2 separate regions of the Sus scrofa genome follow, and region 2 is linked to region 1. Evidence: chromatin contacts called from public HiChIP or PLAC-seq data. All regions are on one chromosome and are shown on one strand. The core of a region is the stretch at or near the end of the contact, and the rest is flanking DNA. Distances in the headings are between cores, read along the strand shown.

Evidence for each region. HiChIP or PLAC-seq counts read pairs in DNA pulled down with a chosen protein or histone mark.
Region 2: a contact with region 1 is called in an H3K27ac HiChIP or PLAC-seq map of skeletal muscle. The contact joins two enhancer-like sites. A contact is called at or near these places in 2 of 47 Hi-C or Micro-C datasets (fetal heart ventricle and liver) and 2 of 2 datasets of contacts at active chromatin or transcription factors (alveolar macrophages and skeletal muscle).

The regions. Positions count from the first base shown.
Region 1 is chr16:50,523,462-50,528,817 of Sscrofa11.1, reverse strand. LOC102164818 (a long non-coding RNA gene) reads left to right here. Exons shown (of 11, transcript XR_002339638.1): 9 at 782-922. Among named protein-coding and RNA genes, the nearest start is that of CPEB4, 27 kb to the right of the region's middle. Within about 2 kb of position 2,902, at least 8 of the 83 cell types and tissues checked have an H3K27ac peak or open chromatin away from gene starts, as enhancers often do. A contact at or near this core is called in skeletal muscle, where this site is marked.
Region 2 is chr16:50,682,927-50,688,282 of Sscrofa11.1, reverse strand. The region is part of intron 3 of LOC102164818 (a long non-coding RNA gene); the gene reads left to right. Among named protein-coding and RNA genes, the nearest start is that of BOD1, 49 kb to the left of the region's middle. Within about 2 kb of position 3,237, at least 21 of the 83 cell types and tissues checked have an H3K27ac peak or open chromatin away from gene starts, as enhancers often do. A contact at or near this core is called in skeletal muscle, where this site is marked.

The sequences.
Region 1 (5,356 bases), core at 1,653-4,152:
GAAGCCTAAGAACCAATTCCAGAGAGTAGAGGGTTGCAATCCTTAGAGTCATAAAGATCTGGGTTCAAATCCAGCCTGACCACGTTCTAGCTCCATTCCTCTGGAGTTACTGACTGGTACTGAGACCCGGTTTCTCTATTCAGTTAGGGAAAATAAGGCTCACCTCTCAAGGTCTCCATGAGGTCTAAATGTGATGAGATTATTCAGAGGTGCCTGGTTGTGCCTAGTTTACACAAGTTTCCCCCTCGCATCCAATCTGGGGCATCTTATCTAGGTCACTTTAGGAGACAGCCAGGCATTATCTGACAGATATAGAGTCACAGGGCACTGGAAATAAATTCACTCCATCCAGACGCTTAGAACATACCCTACACTCCTAGAATTTCTTTATCATTGACTTCATTCCCCCAAAGGGATCTGAGATAGTTTACTACAAAGGGTGTTCAGATACACCACTGTTGATAAAATAAGAGTAGGAACAATAACAGCTAATGTTTACAGAGCGCTTCCTATATACCAGGTGCTGAGCTAAGTGCCTTACTCACGTTAATGTTTTTCCAAAGATGAAAAAAAACAAAAACAAAAGCATAAACAATACTCTGGCAAGCAGGTGAAAATAGTTTTGCTGAGCATTGCTGGCCCATTTCTGGCTTTAATGGCAGCGCAACCCCAAGTTCTGGGTCATGGTTATAAAATACATTGTTTCGATGGCAGAAAAAAATAAGGGGATTTGGGCTAGGGAGCTTTAGAGTCATAATAACAAAAATAATTTTTCCTCCAGGAGTCCCCGCAGTAAAAGTGTTTCTGTAGCTGGGAGTTCACAGCTGCCGTAAAACCTAAATGTCAGCAACTCCCGTGGTGTTGGATCACGTGCTACCCCGCTTACAGCCAGCAGCCCTGACATCGGGGCCAAGCATCTCAGGTATTTTTTTATCCTCTTCATCGTCTTCTCCAGCCAGTGTTATGACGAAGTCTCTGTAAGCAAATGTTAGAACTTCAAAGCCATTCACCTCTCACCCTTGCGGTTCCCTCAGGGGCCCCCGAAAAGCCAATTGTATACCATTAAATTATCTATCAGGTTATGGCCATTTTGCACAATGGATACTCGCACTGCAGGAGAGAAGCCTGTGGTGAGGACTCAAGGTCCCTCGGAGCTCCCTGGCAGCCCATTCCCAAAGGGAAACTCGGTGAAGTCAGAGGGAGCTTTTCTTCCCTAAAGAAGGAAGCATACACTCTAGGGTTGGTGCTCTGGCTTGGCTCCTTTGAAGTGGGTGCCTTCCAATAGGCTTTGGGCTGATTGTTTGCTTTTTACCCTTCTGGCTGTGGCTTCTATGACATGAACACGGGATCTGCCTGCTCCACTTGGTGCAGAATGCCTGGAGGATTTGACAGCCCCTGGGCTCCCCTCCCATCACCCCCAGAATGTACCAGGCTCTGTCTACATGCACAGATTCCACACACACTGGTGCAAGGAATCTTGACCAGTCTCCCGTGAGGTAGACCGTACAGTCCCCCTTTGACAGATGAAGAAGAGGAGGCTCAAAGAGATCAGGGGAGCTGTCCAATCACACAGACTGCAAGTGGCGGAGCCTGGGCCAGACACCAGGTCTCCTGACTTTACTATAGCTTCAGAGAGGCACAAAGACGGGCTTAATCACACACAGGGAGCGGGTCCCAGAGCTGGGACTCAAACTCAGAGCTCTAGACTCCGAGATCAGCACTCGCCCCACAACACTACCCAACCTCCTAGTTTCCATGCATTTGTGTAATAAATATTTGCTGCCCACCTGCCAGGCATCAGGAGCTACTGGAGGTCCTGAGGATGCAGCTGTGAGCAAGACAGACAGGATCTGTGTTTCTTGGGCTCACCTTCCAGTGGAGGAGAGAGACACTAAATAAGGAAGCTGCTTCATGGACTTGCAGAATAGACTTGTGGTTGCCGAGGGGGAGGGAGCAGGGTGGTCGGGGAGCTTGGAGTTAATAGATACACACTATTGCCTTTGGAATGGATGAGGAAGGAGATCCTTCTGTGTAGCACCGGGAACTATGTCTGGTCACTTATGATGGAGCATGATAATGTGCGAAAATAGAATGTGTACATGTATGTGTAACTGGGTCACCATGCTGTACAGTAGGGAAAAAATCGTATTGGGGAAATAACTATTAAAAAATAATAATAAATAAGGAAGCTGATAAGTTGACACAGGCATGGTGGCGGGAGTCTCACAGAGGAGATATGCAGGGGCAGTGGAGGGAGGAAGGGGTGAAAGGGGTCATTGCCGTAGGCTGGAGGTCAGGGAGGGCTTCTCTGAGGAGGTGACGTTATCTGAGAACTGCATGACAAGTAGGAGGCAGACAGGGAAGAGAGAACAGGACAGGGGAGGACCTGGAGGTGTGAAGGCACTGTGACAGGCATTGATACAAGGGTGGTGTAGCTGGAAGGTCGTGAATGAAGACGAGAAGGGCTGGGGGTGAAGCCAGAGGCCTTGAGGACGCATGGAGGGGAGGGGCTGAATAGTTTCCTCTGAGCAACACAGAGACACTGAAGCTTTTAGGCATGGAAGTGACACGACCAGATGATTTGCATTTTAGAAAAATCACTCTTAGCCTCTGCTACTGTGTGTGTGCCCCGGGCAGGGGTGGGGGAAGTGGGGGCTGAGGGTGTTGGGGCGGGGGATCAAGGAAGCCAGTGAGATGCTGCTGTGGGGGCCCCAGCATGTCTGGACTAGGGTGATGGTAACAAAAATGGAAGAAGGGGGCAGATTTGGGTCACGCCTAAAAACAAAATTATCAGGACCCACGGATGGCTTGAAAGTGAGCCGCAAGGGAGGGGGAGGTGTTCAGAATGACTTCCAGGCTCTGGGCTCAAGCACGCCAGGTGCAGAGTAGACCTTCTATTTTGGGGCTGTTAGAACAGGACTGCGAGGGCGGGGCTGGTGGAAGATCAAGTGCCCTGCTGGGAGGCTTGAGTCTCAAGTCCCACCCGCAGCAGGAGTCCTTCCAGCAGCAGCAACCAGACCCCACCGCCCACGGAGCAAGCAGATAACAGTCCCCACTGTGCCTGGAGCCTTCTGGGAGCCTCAGCCAGCCTGGCCCTACTGCAGCCAGGGCACTGCACTCTCTAGATTGGGTTCCTGGAAAAACTGTTCAATTATTGATAAGGCGCCCTCCTGACATCACTGAAAGATGACGAGGCTCTCTCCTCGCTTAAGTAGTGCCTTTCTGCCCTGCAGAACCTGGTCCTTCAGCCCCACAGCTGGATTATGGGGGAAGCAGGGGCGGGGGCAGTGAAACAGTTGAAATGCAGCCATAAGAAAAGCACTCAGCACGTTATAATAATAATGACAATACTGTAATAACTGACATTTTCTGAACACTGGCTATGTGCCAGGCAGGGTTCCCAGGAGCCCCATGCTTCTTAAGGACTCTAAGAAGGAAGTGCTCTCGTTACTCCCATTTTACAGGTAAAAAAAACTGAGGCAAACGGAGGTTAAGTAAGGTCACCCGGCTTGCAAAGGGCAAAGCCAGGTTTAGACCCCAACAGTCTGGCTCCAGAGTCTCTGGAAACCTCTGTTGCTCTGAACTATCTCCATGTGCCAACCCAAGTGGGGAGCTGGAACTCATATCAGAGGGGGCTACTCTGTCTTTCTTCATTTAAAATGAATCCATTAGGTAGAACAATGTGGAAAACTTTTAACTAAGCTTCCATTTGGGGCTTATATTCACTACTTTGCCTCATTTGATTTACTAGCCCCCTATGAAATTGGGAATCTTGTAGTGCCTTTTAAAAAAAAAAATTGTTTTGGCCACACCCACAGTATGAAAGTCCCCAGGCCAGGGATGGAATCCGAGCCACAGGTGCAATCTATGCCGGATTCTTAACCCTCCGTGCCACAGTGGGAACTCCTTGTCAAGCCTGTTTTACAGAAGAGAAACTGAGGTTGTGAGACGTAAGAGGTTTTATCACGGGCTAGACAGCTAGGAAAGGACAGACCTGGAATTTGACCCTTGGTCATTTAAGTCCAAGGGCAGAGACCTCTAACTTCACTGCATGGCTACATATATGTATATTCTATCTATAAATAGCTCGAATTCCTTGAAAAGAATCTTCTTGTTTGGATTCAGAGCTATGAAGCACATCCAGTGGAGTGGACCTTCTGAGTGTGTCCATCCCCACAGAGGAAGCTCAGTGAAACTCCAGCTCGAATTCCTGTTGCTTCCATGTTTTCCTTTCTCTGATCTTGAGGGTGTGCCTATCTTTTCATGGCCTCAGAAGAAAGGAAGCTAAACCCTAGACCCATTTCTCTAACCTTCCATCAACTTTACTGCTTCCAAATGTTCTATTGTGGAGTTCCTGTTGTGGTGCAGTGGAAATGAATCCGACTAGGAACCATGAGGTTTCAGGTTCAATCCCTGGCCTTGCTCAGTGGGTTAAGGATCCAGCGTTGCCATGAGCTGTGGTGTAGGTCGCAGACGTGGCTCAGATCTGGCGTTGCTGTGGCTTTGCTGTAGGCTGGCAGCTGTAGCTCCAATTTGACCCCTAGCTTGGGAACCTCTAAATGCTGTGGGTGTGGCCCCCAAAAGCAAATAAATAAATATTCTACTGTTTCTCTTTATTTTGCTGTCTTCAACTGTTTTCAGTATCCCTCCTCTTCTTCTCTTGCCTCTTTCCTTTGTTGTTCAACCAATGACCTTTACAGAGGACGTGCCCAGCAGCTGCAGCTTCGGTATTGCAAAAAGATCACCCATAGTGGGGCCCCATAGCCCTGCTAAACTCCCAAACCTGCCCTTGACTAAGTCTGTGGCGTTGGGCAAGTTCTTTCCCCGCTCCCAGCCTCAATATCCTCATCTGTAAAATGGGTTCATCATACAATCCATTCCACATGGGTTGCCACAAACAGAAAAGCTGGTCGCGGCTGTGAAAGGATCTGACTTGGAACGAGGTGTGCAACCAGTGCTCAGTGAATGTTGATGGACCCTGAGACTTTGGGAGAGAGAGGAGATAGAAGGAGCAGGGGCAGGGGCTGCCCTTGAAGAGCACTCTGCCTAGAAGGAGAGATAGGGCAGAAATCAACAGGGCAGACTGTGAGAAGGGTGCAGGAAAAGGCACTTAAAGGCATTGTCATGGAAATGCCTTAGGTTCTATAGAACAGCCTAGAAACACATTCCTCCCTCTCTCTCTCTCTTTCTCTCTCTCTGAGGGGTCAGGCAGATGTTTTTCTAGGGCAGATTCAAATCTGCCCTGAATCCTCAGTAAAATAGGGCAGAAGGTAATGAGCAGGAATCACGGCAGTACTACCTGTAATTGAGGCCAGCAGGTTTAGAAGCAGCAGAAAGCTCCATTGGGCTGATCTCA
Region 2 (5,356 bases), core at 1,988-4,487, 160 kb before region 1:
AAAAATTAAGCAAACAACCCAACAAAGACTGTGGTGCTAGATTGCAAGTTATGGTCACACATTTTTACCTCTCCCCACCCCCCGCCCCCGTATCCAGGCCCTTTTGCAAAAAGACTTAGCAGTCCCTCATTAAAAGATGAAATGAGAGTTCCCACTGTGGCACTGTGGGTTAAAGGATCAGGCCTTGCTACAGCTGTGGCATTGGTCACAGCTGCAGCTTGGATTTGATCCCTAGGCTGGAAACTTCTGTATGCCACGGGGTGTGGCCATTAAGAAGAATAAAAAGATGAAACCCATTTTCCCATTCTTTGAATCTGGCCTGGTCTAGATACCTGCTTTGTTCCATAGAAAGTGCTAGAAATGGTGTTCTGAGAAGTCCAAAGCAAAGTTTTTGGAAGCCTTGCAACTTTTGCTTTCACCTTCTTGGAAGATGACCTAAGACCTCTGTGTACAGAAGTCTGCTCTAGCCACGTGGATGATGAAAGACCACGTGGAGGAGATTTAAGGCACCCAGCCACCAGCCAGCACCAACTGCCAATCAGGTCATCCACCTAGTCAAGCTGTGAGATGATGGCAGCTCTGTATGATTCCCTGACCAGCAGAAGAACTTCCCAGATGAGTCCAGCCCAGACTGAAGAATCATCTGCAAATAAATGTTTTGAATCCCTAGATTTGGGGTGATTTGTTACACAGCAGTGGATAACTGATACACTAATAATAGTGGAAGCCATTACCATCCCCAAGTCTGAAGGGTCACACAACTGCTGGAAACTTGTGCCTTAGGAATATGGGAACAGGGAAGAAACACCTCAGCCTCTCACCCGTGCTCACTTCCTATTTCTTTTTAGTGCCTCCTATTGAGCAAACTCAACCGAAACCAGAGGTCGAGAGAAACTGGGTATCGTGGTCCAGAGGAGTCATACTTCCAGGGCTGGGAATCGCTCTGGGAGTGGGTGGAGGGCACAGAGGGAACATAGCCAGCGGATAGGGGTGGCTGTGAGCTCCCACACTTATTCCACCTGAGTCCCTGGCCCCTGTGGTCCTCTGGAGCCCTCCAGCCTCAGAAAACCCACACAGGGCCAGTTTGAGACTGCTCTGTTACTCTCTTCCCTGAACTTTAGTGGGTAAGTCCCTGCCATGCTCACCACCACCCAGACGTTCCCCATCCTGCGTGAAATATGAAAAGGGAGACTGCAGGGTCTGCCAACCTAGGGACCTCATCTCTTGCCATCCTCACCTCTCATGTTTCCCATAGGGAAGCTCTTTGGTCACCTCCAAACTTGAAAAGGACTTCTGAGTCCCCATTGCTGGGTTGCTGGTGTGCACTGCTCTCTGGGTTCTACCCTCTGCAGGCTTGGGCACACCTGCTGCAAACCCTCCTGGCAGCGCTCAACCAAATGATCAGAAAGTCAATGACCTGCAGGAACAAAAGGAACCTGACCTGGCCGACTGACCCCAAAGTTCTGCTCTCAGGCTTGGAAGTAACCAGAGGGCTTTTAAATTTTTTTTTTTTTCTTTTTGGGACCATACCCGCGGCATATGGAGGTTCCCAGGCTAAGGGTCTAATCAGAGCTACAGCTGCCAGCCTACGCCAGAGCCACAGCAATGCCAGATCTGAGCCGCATCTGTGACCTACACCACAGCTCACGGCAATGCCGGATCCTTAACCCGCTGAGTGGGGCCAGGGATCAGACTCGCAACTTCACAATTTCTAGTTGGATTCATTTCCACTGCACCACGATGGGAACTCCTTTTTTTTCAATCCCCACTCTTGTGGCAGGAAAAATGTAATCCACATTTTCAACACCGCCCTTTGCTAGGCAGCAAGGAAAGCCTTTGCAAGTTGGCAGTCATTTAAACTTGATCCTGGAAACGTGGAAGAGATCATCATTTTCCTGATGTTTTACCCTGAATTGACATCAACAGACGAGAGAGTGGTCTAGCTTCAGAGAGTAGCAGGGCAGGGCTCCCGGGAGGAGGGATGGTTTAGCCTGAGGAAAGCAGGGCTGGAGGAGAAAGCTCAGAGAAGGATGGAAGCAGGTCGCCTGATGGGGGAGCAAGAAGAGTTTGCAGAAAAACCTGGGTGATGAATACAGACAGAGTCACTCTTGAGCTTCTCAGGACAGAGCTCAAAGGAGGAGCCTGCCGAAGTTGGGAGGGTGAAAGGGGGCTGCCTGAAGGTGATGGGGTGCTAGCCAACTCTAGCAGAGGTGAAGCCTGGCTCCCCCACGCCGAGCAGGGGCCGCTCATCTTGGATGTTAACCCAGGGCGGAGAAGCAATAGCAGGAATGTGAAAAGGAGCTGCTCCCCTGGGAGACAGACCTAATAGGCCTGTTTCATCTTGGGGCTCCTGACATCGGGGTCCTGTTTCGGGTAGTGACTTCTTAATGAGGCCCAGCGAGGGGAGGCTGCACGGCTGTGCTTATCTATTACACAGCCACAAACAGGGCTCCGCTGTTTCCTGTCCTTTTCTGCCACAGAATCCAGTGCCATCCAGCCTCCTAAGTGATGAGCCGTGGTCGCCACCCCGATTTTCCCATCCACGGCTGGAAGATAATGCTGACAGTTCTCATTGTGCTTCCAGACCTTGGGACCCCAAGGGACAGGGCTTTCTTTCCTGCCAGAGATAGGGAAAGGGTGGGCCAGGGTTTCAAACAAACACTTACGCTTCCTCCAGTTGAATAGATGTGGGAAGGGATGTGGAAAAGGGAGAGAGGCAGCCTGGAAGGCTCTGCAACCAGGCTGAGGGGAGCATTCAATCAGGGACCTGACATTTGCCTGTTGACCTCTTATCTGAGTTGCTAAGTCATTGAGGTCTTTGTGCTGCGGAACTGGGAAGGAAGGGGTGGCCCGGCCCAGCCAATCCCGCCCCGGCTCCCTGCCCGGCGCCTGCCACCAACATTTCCCTGACATCTGACTGATATCTTCATTTCACTTTGGTAAACAGGCCACCTCAAGGCCAAGGTGACAGTGACCTCTGGCGCTGCGAGCAGCCCAGGAGTCTCCCTGGAGACCCCAGTAAAGCACTTTCACGTGGGCCGGGGCTCTTGTTTCCCATCCCCACCACTCTGATTAGTGCTGGCAAAAAATAAATACAAAACCCATCCTGCAAGATAGACAGTGGGGATGCTGTGTGGAGAAAGAGATGTGAGGAAGGGCGCCAGGGAGGGCTGGTCAAGGCAGGAGGGAGCAGTCGGACTTAGAAGGTCGCCTTTGCTTCTCAGCTGCTAGGAACAATGTGGCTGCCCAGGAAACACAACCAGAGGCAGCCTGGCTATTAATAGGCTGGAGCAGGAGGCTGGCCAAGCTGCTGCATTTCTGACGTTTAGGAAGGACCTCCAGTGTGAAGTGGCTCGCAGGCTCCGATTTTGCGGAGACATTTAAATATAGATCCTGTGGGGTGAGGGGTGGGTGGAGTGTAAGCTGGTGCCGCAATGCAATTTAATTCTGAATGTTTCCGTAGATCTGTTCACATGCTTGACAAGCACGTTTGAGCACGTGCGGTAAGCCAAGTGCAAGGCACACCCAGATGAAAGGCGTTTTGCCCCAAAAAGAAACCCATGGTCCAGGAGGTTGCAACCCCTCCTTCCTGCAGGGGCCAGGCTGGCAACGTAAATAAATGAAGCAGACAGGGTGTGAGACAATAGGGAGTGGTGGGGTCTCTGTGAAAAGTCCTGTGTCCTCTGTGCAAGGATTAGGGAGCTACTCAGCCCCAGGTGACTGTTCCTACACAGGAATTACTGCCCAGGATGGCTGTGCTTTATAATTTTAAAGGAGAAAATATATATTTGGAACTTTTTGTGTGATTTAAAAAACATTATGTGGGACAAATAAACTATGTCTGTAGGCCTGTTAGGCCCAGGGAGGATCTTATAATAACATAGGATAAGAGGTGAAATAGAAGAAATCCAAGAAGATTATGGGAGCCTGGGTGGGGACTGGCATTAACCTAGCCAGGGTGAGGGTACGAGTGTCTTCCTGGTGAAGGTGAACTGAGTCTTGGGTGATGGTAATAGGAGCTTAAATCATGGCAGAAAGATTGGGAGAGCCATTCCAGGTAGAGGAGTAGAAATTTCACTGGCTATATTGCACACACCTGCCCAGCCAAAGACTACATTTCCCAGCCTTCCTTGCAGCCAAGGGTGGCCATCTGATTAAGGGTGTCTGTCTTGTGCCCTTCAGAGAAGGAAGGCATGGACTGCTTCCGCCTCACCCCTCCCATCTGGCTGACAGGCGTAGTTGCCAAGACTGCAGATGGTGGATCTGGTGATGCAACCTCTCTGCCTTGCTGTCTGTAAAACAGAGATAATGCTATCTACCCCATTGGATGTAGGTTAAAGGATTCATAGCCATGAAGTATTTAGAACAGGGCCTGGCATGTACATGTGCTGCCAAGGCATTATTCCATCAATATGACGCTGCCGACAGTATGATTCTGCAGCACTCCAGGGAGGGCAGAGCAATGAGAGCACAGGAGCCTGGGCCCCACTTCCCACCTTGCACCTGCTGTGGGAGGCCATATCAATAGCTGTCTCCTTTAAGCCACTGTGTTCTGCATCTCTGATGTAGCAGCTGAGCTTACATCCTTCCACTGTGATGAGGAACTCAGAGGTCAGCTGGAATTCATGGGTGCGTGGCCTCGAACTGCCCCAAAATGCATTGGTCCATGAGAATCCAGAGTGACACCAACACCCAGGCGCTTGTGATTCCTGGACCCCGTGAGCCCAGCTTCCTCTCATGCCACTCTGGCCCGCACCACACCATGCCCTCAAGTTCCCACAACAGTAACAACAACCCAGGGGACGTAGGTGGACTGAACTGACTTGAGCGAAAGAGATTGGCTGAGTGCCTGGGTGGAGCAGGGCCAGTGACTCTCACACAGACTTTGTGAGAGACCTGGCTGGACCCCCATGTCTCCTTCTCTCCACCCCAGGAGCCCATTTTCCCCCAGCTGCCTGTGACAGCCATGGAATGCCCCTTGCGGCCCTCAACTCACACCAAGGAGCCCTGCCACATCTGTATGGCAGGAAATTGAAAGGAGCCATCCCTGGCAGACCAGAACTCCTCTATCTGTAGACTTTGGCTCAAGAACAGCCCTGCCAAACCATTGCGCTCGCCCGACAGTCTAGGACACCTCCACTCAATCTTCCCTCTCTCCCTCACTCAGGGTCAGAGTGCATTGTGGTCTGACTGCTGTCTGAGTCCTTGCTTCTTCCCCCTGTTTAAACTCATGGGCATTTCCTTTAATAAAACCTCGGTACTTTCTTACTCCTCTCCTGGTGTCTGCTTCTCTGGTAATACACACTGCCCACATTTCTTAGAAGAACAAAGAGATATGATTAGTTCCTTCACAATT